Regions from separate parts of the Gossypium hirsutum genome. Here region 2 is linked to region 1. Evidence: chromatin contacts called from public Hi-C data. All regions are on one chromosome and are shown on one strand. The core of a region is the stretch at or near the end of the contact, and the rest is flanking DNA. Distances in the headings are between cores, read along the strand shown.

What was found. Hi-C and Micro-C count contacts between places; a contact is called where the count stands out from the background.
Region 2: a Hi-C map of leaf shows a contact between it and region 1, with 2.6 times the contacts expected there. The contact joins the promoter of LOC121209706 here to the promoter of LOC121209684 in region 1. A contact is called at or near these places in 2 of 34 Hi-C or Micro-C datasets (both in leaf).

Annotation. Positions count from the first base shown.
Region 1 is chrA02:106,736,161-106,740,272 of Gossypium_hirsutum_v2.1, forward strand. LOC121209684 (E3 ubiquitin-protein ligase RNF185) reads right to left here and starts at 2,084. Exons shown (of 2, transcript XM_041080776.1): 1 at 1,840-2,084; 2 at 499-1,393. The coding sequence starts at 1,391. The coding sequence ends at 705.
Region 2 is chrA02:107,053,542-107,057,653 of Gossypium_hirsutum_v2.1, forward strand. It overlaps LOC121209706 (SCARECROW-LIKE protein 7), which reads left to right and starts at 2,140. Exons shown (of 2, transcript XM_041080881.1): 1 at 2,140-2,314; 2 at 2,437-4,112. The coding sequence starts at 2,481.

The sequences.
Region 1 (4,112 bases), core at 834-3,333:
AAAGTACACGTAGCACACTAAGCATTATTGTCTAGTTATTCTATCAGCCACACCAATTTTTAACAATACAAAAAGATGAAATTTTTAATAGAAAGGACCAATCTTTTCTTTGATTTAAGATATAGGGACTAATTTGCTCATTTTTCAGTAGAGAGGGTAAAATACAATTTGATTCCTAGTTCAGTGACCTCTATGGTATTTTCACCCAAATAGTGTTCAAAACTATCATTCGATAGCATGTTCCTATAGACAAAGCACCAAATGGAGCCTATATATGAATTTGTGTTTGTATATCAAACTCATGTTCCATATGGTTATGTAATAAAAATCCAAAGATGTTCAATAATTTAGCTTATGGGAGACGTATATGGCTATTACCACCATGATTGGATCACCAAGAAAAAGCAAAGAAATAAGAAAACAGCTGTTCTCTTTTTATGGTTCTAACATGATTGACACCAAATGACCATTCAAGAATCAACACAATGTTTCGATGTATAGGGGGGAAACGAGCTAATTCCTTTTTTTATTTTGAAAAGAACGAATTAAGACGAGTGTAAGTTGTTCCTGAAGCTACAAATGGCAAAGTATTATATTGACAACTTCTTCTCGAGCCAAAACAGAATCGTCGATTCGGCTATAAGCATATATATACAGACACTAGATAACCAAGCTTTGTCTGAGCTTAAGCGGTTATACCTATTTCACCAATATAGCAGAGCAAGGACTACGAAGACCCCGATCAACAAAAGAAGATTCTTCAACACGTTATCTGCTTGCTGTCCTCGAGTGGTTGGTGGCTGGGGAAACCCATGAGGATGACTGCCATGAACTGTATTGTACCCGAAAGGGAACCCCGAAGTTGTTCCGTAAACAGTAGCATCTGGGAATCCATGGGACTGGATGTTAAACAATGATGGCAATAAGCCTCCAAACCCCATTGTGAAGTTACCGATCCTGGTGGTTGCCATTGGAACGAAACCTCCCATTAGTCCAAACCTGTAATTGCCAAATGGATTGGCTTCTGGGGGAGGAGGAGGAGCAGTTGCCGGTCTTTGCCCTGTGGGACGGTTAGGGATTTCCATGCCGGGATACAATTTTGAACGTGGATCGGTATGGTTTTTGCCCCTACCATAAAGAGGAACGAGTTTTTCCTCTTGTATGAGGGCTTTGCAAACAGGGCATTCATGGCAATGACAGTGATGGTGTAACCATCTGTATAGACACGGCCAACAAAAGAGGTGACCGCAAAGAGTGACGATCGGGTCTTGAGCTAACTCGAAGCAGATATTGCATTCAAAACCACCGGCATCGTTAGCATTATCAGTACTACCCGAGCAAGGCGGACTTGGGGGTAGTCTGCTTGTTGATTCCCCAAAACCGCTCCCCATTCCTTAATTCACCCAACACAATAAATCAAAACAATCAAAATTCAAAAACATAATTTAAAGGGGAAAATAAGAAATCTAAAATTCAATGGAATCAAAGATTACAACTTTCAAATTCAATCAACCAAACACAAACCCAATTCCCAATTTTTTACCCAAAAATAAAAACCCAGAAAACTCGAAATGAAACTAACACCATAACGCTTAAAATCCAAAAAAAAAAAAAATTGAATCTATTTTAACAATAGTTCATCAAATTGTGCCATAAACGACATTAATTATAAACCAAACAACACCATTTATTAATCCAACAAAAGAAAAGAAACCCTAACCTAAAATCAGAAGAAGACAACAAATTCAAATCATAATCAATTAAACCCAGTAAAAAAAAATCTAAAAACAAGATCTTAGACGTAATACATAATCCAAATTGGATAAAAATAAAACTAACCTGGGTATTGAAGGAACTGATTGGATCAATTTTCGTTAATTATTTCTGTTTATTTTTTTAGGGAGTCGAGGAAAGAGAGTTATTATTAATGGGAAGTTGGGCAAATTTAGGGAAGAATCGAGGGTTTTCAAATTTCTACATAATTTATTATTTATATATTTTTAATAAATTGTAAATTGCAAAGCAGAAAATAAGTAATTGAGCAGTGGGGAAAACGTTGATTCTCACCTACCTTCCGCTTGGATTTAGTATTTGACTAATTACTTTGACATGCGAATATACAAGTCCCTGTATTTTGGATATTCAATTTCTCTATTTTTTAGATTTAAAATTTTAAGTCTAATTAATAACATTGTTAATTTTTTTATTAATTTTTTCAGTATGACATTTTGAAATTAAAAAATTCATTTGATGGCTATGTAAATAAAAAAATGGGTTATAGTAGATTTTTATTTAACAAAAGAAATTTAATGTGTTGATGATTGAATTTGTATCTTTAAATATAAAAAATAGATGGACTAAATTTTTAAAAATAAAAATAGAGAGACTAATTCTAAATTTATGAAGAGTACAAGGATTTATAACATATTTTAACAAAAAGTATTCTGATTACATGACATAATATTAAAGTGCTATACCATCACCTAATTTATTTTTTTTTTAAAAAACTTGTAATTTTTATGTGACGACATGACAAAATTTTAGAATGTCATGTCATTACATAGACCAAAGCTGGGGAAAAAATTTTGGACCAAAAAAAAAGATAAGAACTAAGTTGAGGGACTATTCGAACATAAACTCTAATCAAATTCAAAAAGTTTTATTTAAGTCATTAGGTTATTAAGTTTTTTTTTTTTAAGTCCGACTAGCGAGCTGCAAGTGACAATTCGACGATTGGTATGGTGGACCAGTACCTATTAGAAGAAAGTTGTTTAAATTTCGGTTTACGCATTCATGAAGTTCAAAGTTGTTTCATGAAAAAAAATTAATTGTATAAAAGAAGGGGAATGAGAGCTTTTGATTAGTACAGACATTGTGAACAAAAGAAACCATACAACAATAATTTTAACAGTCTAGTAAATTAAATGAAAATTTTCAAATACTTCAATAACTATTTTGCAACCTTTTGAAGTTGGGTGACCAAAGTATAAAATTACTAATAGTTCAGTTACTAACCGTGAGTTGGGCAAGATTGTTGGACTAGGAAACTCAAATGGGATTTAAGCTCATTTATATGTAAAACCTAACAGGCAAAAGTTAGGCCAATTCTTGAGAGCCCATACTTAAGGCCCAACCCATGCAATTGAATCTCTTACACCAAGATAGCAATTCATCCGAGGTGGAATAGAGAATAATTAAAGTTTGAAATGACATAAAAAAGAAAAGAAAAGAAAAGAAAGTGACATGCACTATTTGAATGATTAAAATGCTTTTTAAAAAACAGGTTAAGTATTACTTTGATTACCATGAATATTATTATCAATGTAGGAGGGCGTGAGTTTGAGTGTTTAAAGCGCATTATTCTCCTATTTTTAAGTTGAAAAGGGGTTATGCCTAGGTCTAGATATTGTATTAAAAAAAAGTAGATATATTGATCGAAAACTATCAATTGACCTTGAGTTTTAATATTCAAGACTCGAGTTCTACTCAATCCAACCAATGTTTCCATTTTTAATATGTTAATTTTTATGTTATATAATTTATATTATATGAAAATTAAAAATATAATACTATAATGTAAAGGGCTATTATTATGTTCATTGTCGAAGAACGTAAGATTAAATGAATGATGTGTATTTGTTTTAATTCTTTTTTGAAGGCAATATGACAGTGATTTACCCCTGCAACTGGATCAAATAATTTTTTTAATATAAATATTAAAAAAAAGGTAATTATTCAATACATAATTTATGAAAATTTTGAATTTTATAAATTAAATTGACTAAAATTAAAAATTTATATTTTACGTCCGACTAAAACAATTATATACAATATTAATATTATACTTAAACTCAATGCTACATATCATAATTTATATTTTAGAAGCTAGCTAAATTACTTTATTGTTAAATTCTTATTATTGTCACATTATGGGTAGGTTTGGAAAAATTGATTGACTTCAAATGTAGAATAAATTATTTGGTCATAGGCCTGTCCTATACTTATGCTTGTGTCATTTCTTCCTTTTGATTTTTATTCAAAATTTTCAACATTCAAAATCTAAAGTAACAATCATAATTATAAAGTAAATTTGTTATAAAGTTTTTCCCTAC
Region 2 (4,112 bases), core at 890-3,389, 320 kb after region 1:
GTGGGTCCCTTAATCGCCCAAAAAGAACGGAGGACCCTAATTGGCAATCCCACACGTCATTAACACTATTTTCTCACTTTTTTGTATTTTTTCTCAAAGGCTCGAACCTTCCTTTTAAATTTTACCCTCTACAAAAAAGAACAAAAATAATTATTGATAATTAGATACGATAAAATCACATGCTATAAATACCTTTATAAAAATTATTTTTTCAATATAAACTATGGTATAACATTAAAAATAATATATGTTATACCTCATTGTGACAAGACACGTGACTAGCTTAGAAGACATTTGAACAAGTAAGCCTACCACTAGTAAGTCGAGTGGTCACCTGTGAACTTACCCTCTCGAGAGTACTATCCAGAGACAACGAATGATTTAATCTTCATTGGGAACATGAAGTTATTTGGTTATAAATATCATGTGAGTACAACTGCTTTGTCCTATCACAAATATCTTCTTCCCATTGAAGACATTCTTCCCACGAGCTCTATAATAATGACAAGTTCAACATGTTAATACCATTTTGCGCGGGACGCCTACGTATAAATACCTCTAGTAATGACGAATAAAGGAGGTAACCTTTCAATAATACTAAGTCTACACTTTTTTAACATTCTTTTAGCCCTTAACCTCCAAACTCTCTTTACCATCATTTTCTAGAACTTCTGACTCTCTGCCTCGATTGGATGAATCAACCTCCGCAACAATCATTCTTCTCTCCTTTGTACTATTTTCTTGTTAGGTATTATATTAACAATATCCATTAAAAATATTAAAAATAATATAATAGATAAATGTATCTTAATTAATGTGAATGTCTTTTTTTTAATTGTTTGATATTCATTGAATATATTAATTTCAATTAAATTGAAAGTCGATCTGAATCAAACCTTTGAATGTGTGGTAATTGGTAAAACTTTCTCATAAATATTTTTTCATCCATATAACTCGAATTTAAAATATTATTGAAGAGATATTGAAATTCTTAATGTTGATCCATATATCCTACAAATTTCATTGGATTGGGGTGGAGCTCTAGGCATTGATCGGAGAAGTTTTAGATTCTATAAGCTTTAATTGCACAAAATATTATTTATACGACACCAATAATTTAATTTTGTAATTAGAATATTTAAAAATTTGAAACTCAATTTAGAATCAAGGTCATAATCTAGAAATATTTAATGCAAATAACTTATTTTATAAATTATTATAATTTTTTTTCTATTTACATAAATATACAAAATATTACTATGTTCCACAAAATATTACAACTTTAAACTAATTCTATCCTAAATATAATAATCATAAATGTTCTCGTCCGTTTTATCATTTAAAATTTATTTTATCCAATCTATAATAATATTTAAATAAAATTATTTTAATAAAAAATTCATAAAAATACAACATGTATTAAATTATTTACAAGATGCAATAACCTAAGCAACAACCATCACTAATTCACTTCGATTTTTAATTTTATTGTGGCATATGAACAAACACTTGGGCCTCGATTTGAGAGTGCGCGCTATTGCCGATTGTAGTAATAGGCTAGTCGCCGTCGCTTCACTGTGCTAACTGCTGATGCTACATTGGATTTCTCCATCTTTTCAAACTTTTTCAATAATTCCACGTCACTTTGCCTTTTCTATGTTAGCTTTGGTGAAAGTACTTGATAGATGTCTCTATTATAGGGGATAATTCAAATTAATCCTTATACTATTAAATAGATCAATTTAATAATTGTAGCAGTAAAAAAAAAATCAAGTAAAGCCAAATTTTAATAGACTTAAGATTTTTATTTTCAAAAATTATATATTTTTAAAATGATAAATTAGTAAAAAATAATTATTTTGAAAATAATAAAATTACCTTTTGAATGATATAAATAATTTCAATTTAAAAAAAAGTTTCATAACAACTGGTTAACATAATTTTTAATCGAGTTAGTAATTGGAATTAAGACGTAATTACTACTGCTAATAATAATAATAGATCCAAATTACACCACTTTAATATTTATAGGGATTAAAATTCCAATTTAACTATACTACAAGGACTAAAACCAAAATTTAACCATTTGTTTTCTAATAGCTAAATAAAGGACTCAACTTTTCATTTGAGGGACAACTCTAGGCCTTTTAGCTCAGCACTCATCTACTGCTTTGCGCTGCCGTTTTAGCTTTCCTTCTTTAAAAAAAGCTATACATACTATTCTCAAAGTTTCTTTCCTTCTCTTTCATTAGCTAAGCAAAATCCCAAGTTTATAGAGCTATTCTTCGGTCACTCTTGGTCCTACTGACTCTTTGTATGTACTCTCTGTCACTTATCTTTCTTTTTTTTTAATTTCCTTTTCTTTAAGCTTTAAAAACACTCACTTTTTGCTGATTTTTTTCTTGTTTTTTTGTGGGTAAATGAGACTAAGTGCAGTTCACTGAAAATTTTCCGGGAAGTTTTTTTTTTTTTGCCGGAAAATGGCATATATGTGTGCTGATAATGGGAATCTAATGGCAATCGCTCAACAAGTTATAAAGCAAAAGCAAGAACAAGAGCAACAACAGCAGCAGCAACAACAACAGCAGCAGCAACAACAGCTTCTTGGTTTGAATCCTTTCTCTTTAAATCCTTGGTCTAGTACTACCCACCATGGTGTTTCCAGTTCGGGTAATGTCGGGTATGGGCTTACGGGTCCGGGTTTTACCGACCCGTTTCAAGGGGATGCTGGGGAAGGGTTTCAGTTCCCTAACATGGAACATCACCATTCGATTGGGTTTCGTTTTCCTGATTTTGGTGGTGGTGCCGGTGGTGAGTTTGACTCGGATGAGTGGATGGATAGTTTAATGAACGGTGGTGGCCATTCAACGGATACTTCGAATCTGCCGTCTGGTTGCGACGCGTGGCAAAGCAATGCTGATTTTGGTATCTACGGTGCTGATCCGTTTAGTGCTTGCCCAAGTCGACTCACCGTGACGTGTTCTCCGCCGTCTAATCTGAACCGAGTGATCCCTACTACTACTCTACCTGCATGGCCGCCATCCCCTCCACCGCCTCCGCCGCAAGTAACCGTTGAAGAAACGAAAACAAGCAGTCCCCAGAACCAGAACCAGAACCCAGCCATCAACGACGGCGCGGGTATCTCATCCGGTTCACCGGAGACCGATTTATCTCCGCCGCTTTTAAAAGCTCTACTCGACTGTGCTACACTCGCTGACTCGGAACCTGAACGCGCGATTAAATCACTGGCTAAACTCAAGGAATCGGTATCAGAACACGGAGATCCAACTGAAAGAGTGGCTTTTTACTTCACTGAAGCTCTCCATAGCAGACTCTCTCATCAAACAGACCAAAGGTTGACGATGTTCGAAACGTCGTCGGAGGACTTCACTCTCTCATATAAAGCATTAAACGACGCCTGCCCTTACTCGAAATTCGCCCATTTAACGGCTAACCAAGCGATTCTCGAAGCAACAGACCGAGCTAGCAAGATTCACATAGTTGACTTTGGGATCGTTCAAGGAGTTCAATGGGCTGCTCTGTTACAAGCTTTAGCAACCCGATCACCCGGAAAACCGACCCGAATCCGTATATCGGGCATACCCGCTCCGGTTTTGGGATCGACACCGGCTCCTTCTCTTTACGCCACCGGTAACCGTCTACGTGACTTCGCGAAGCTTCTGGATTTGAATTTTGAGTTCGAACCGATTCTAACTCCGGTTACTGAACTCACCGGGTCGAGTTTCCGGGTCGATGAAGATGAGGTATTAGCTGTGAATTTCATGCTTCAATTGTATAATTTATTGGATTCTACTCCCGCCGCCGTGGAAACCGCTCTAGCTTTGGCTAAATCATTGAACCCGAAAATCGTGACATTAGGTGAGTACGAAGCGAGTTTGAACCGAGTCGGGTTCTTAAACCGATTCAAGAACGCATTAAGGTATTACTCCGCCGTGTTCGAGTCATTAGAACCAAACTTACCTCGCGACTCACCTGAGAGAATCCAAGTGGAGAAACACTTACTCGGCCGGAAAATTGCTGGAGTCATCGGACCGGAAGAAGCCGGCACCCAAAGGGAACGAATGGAAGACAAAGAGCAATGGAAAATTTTA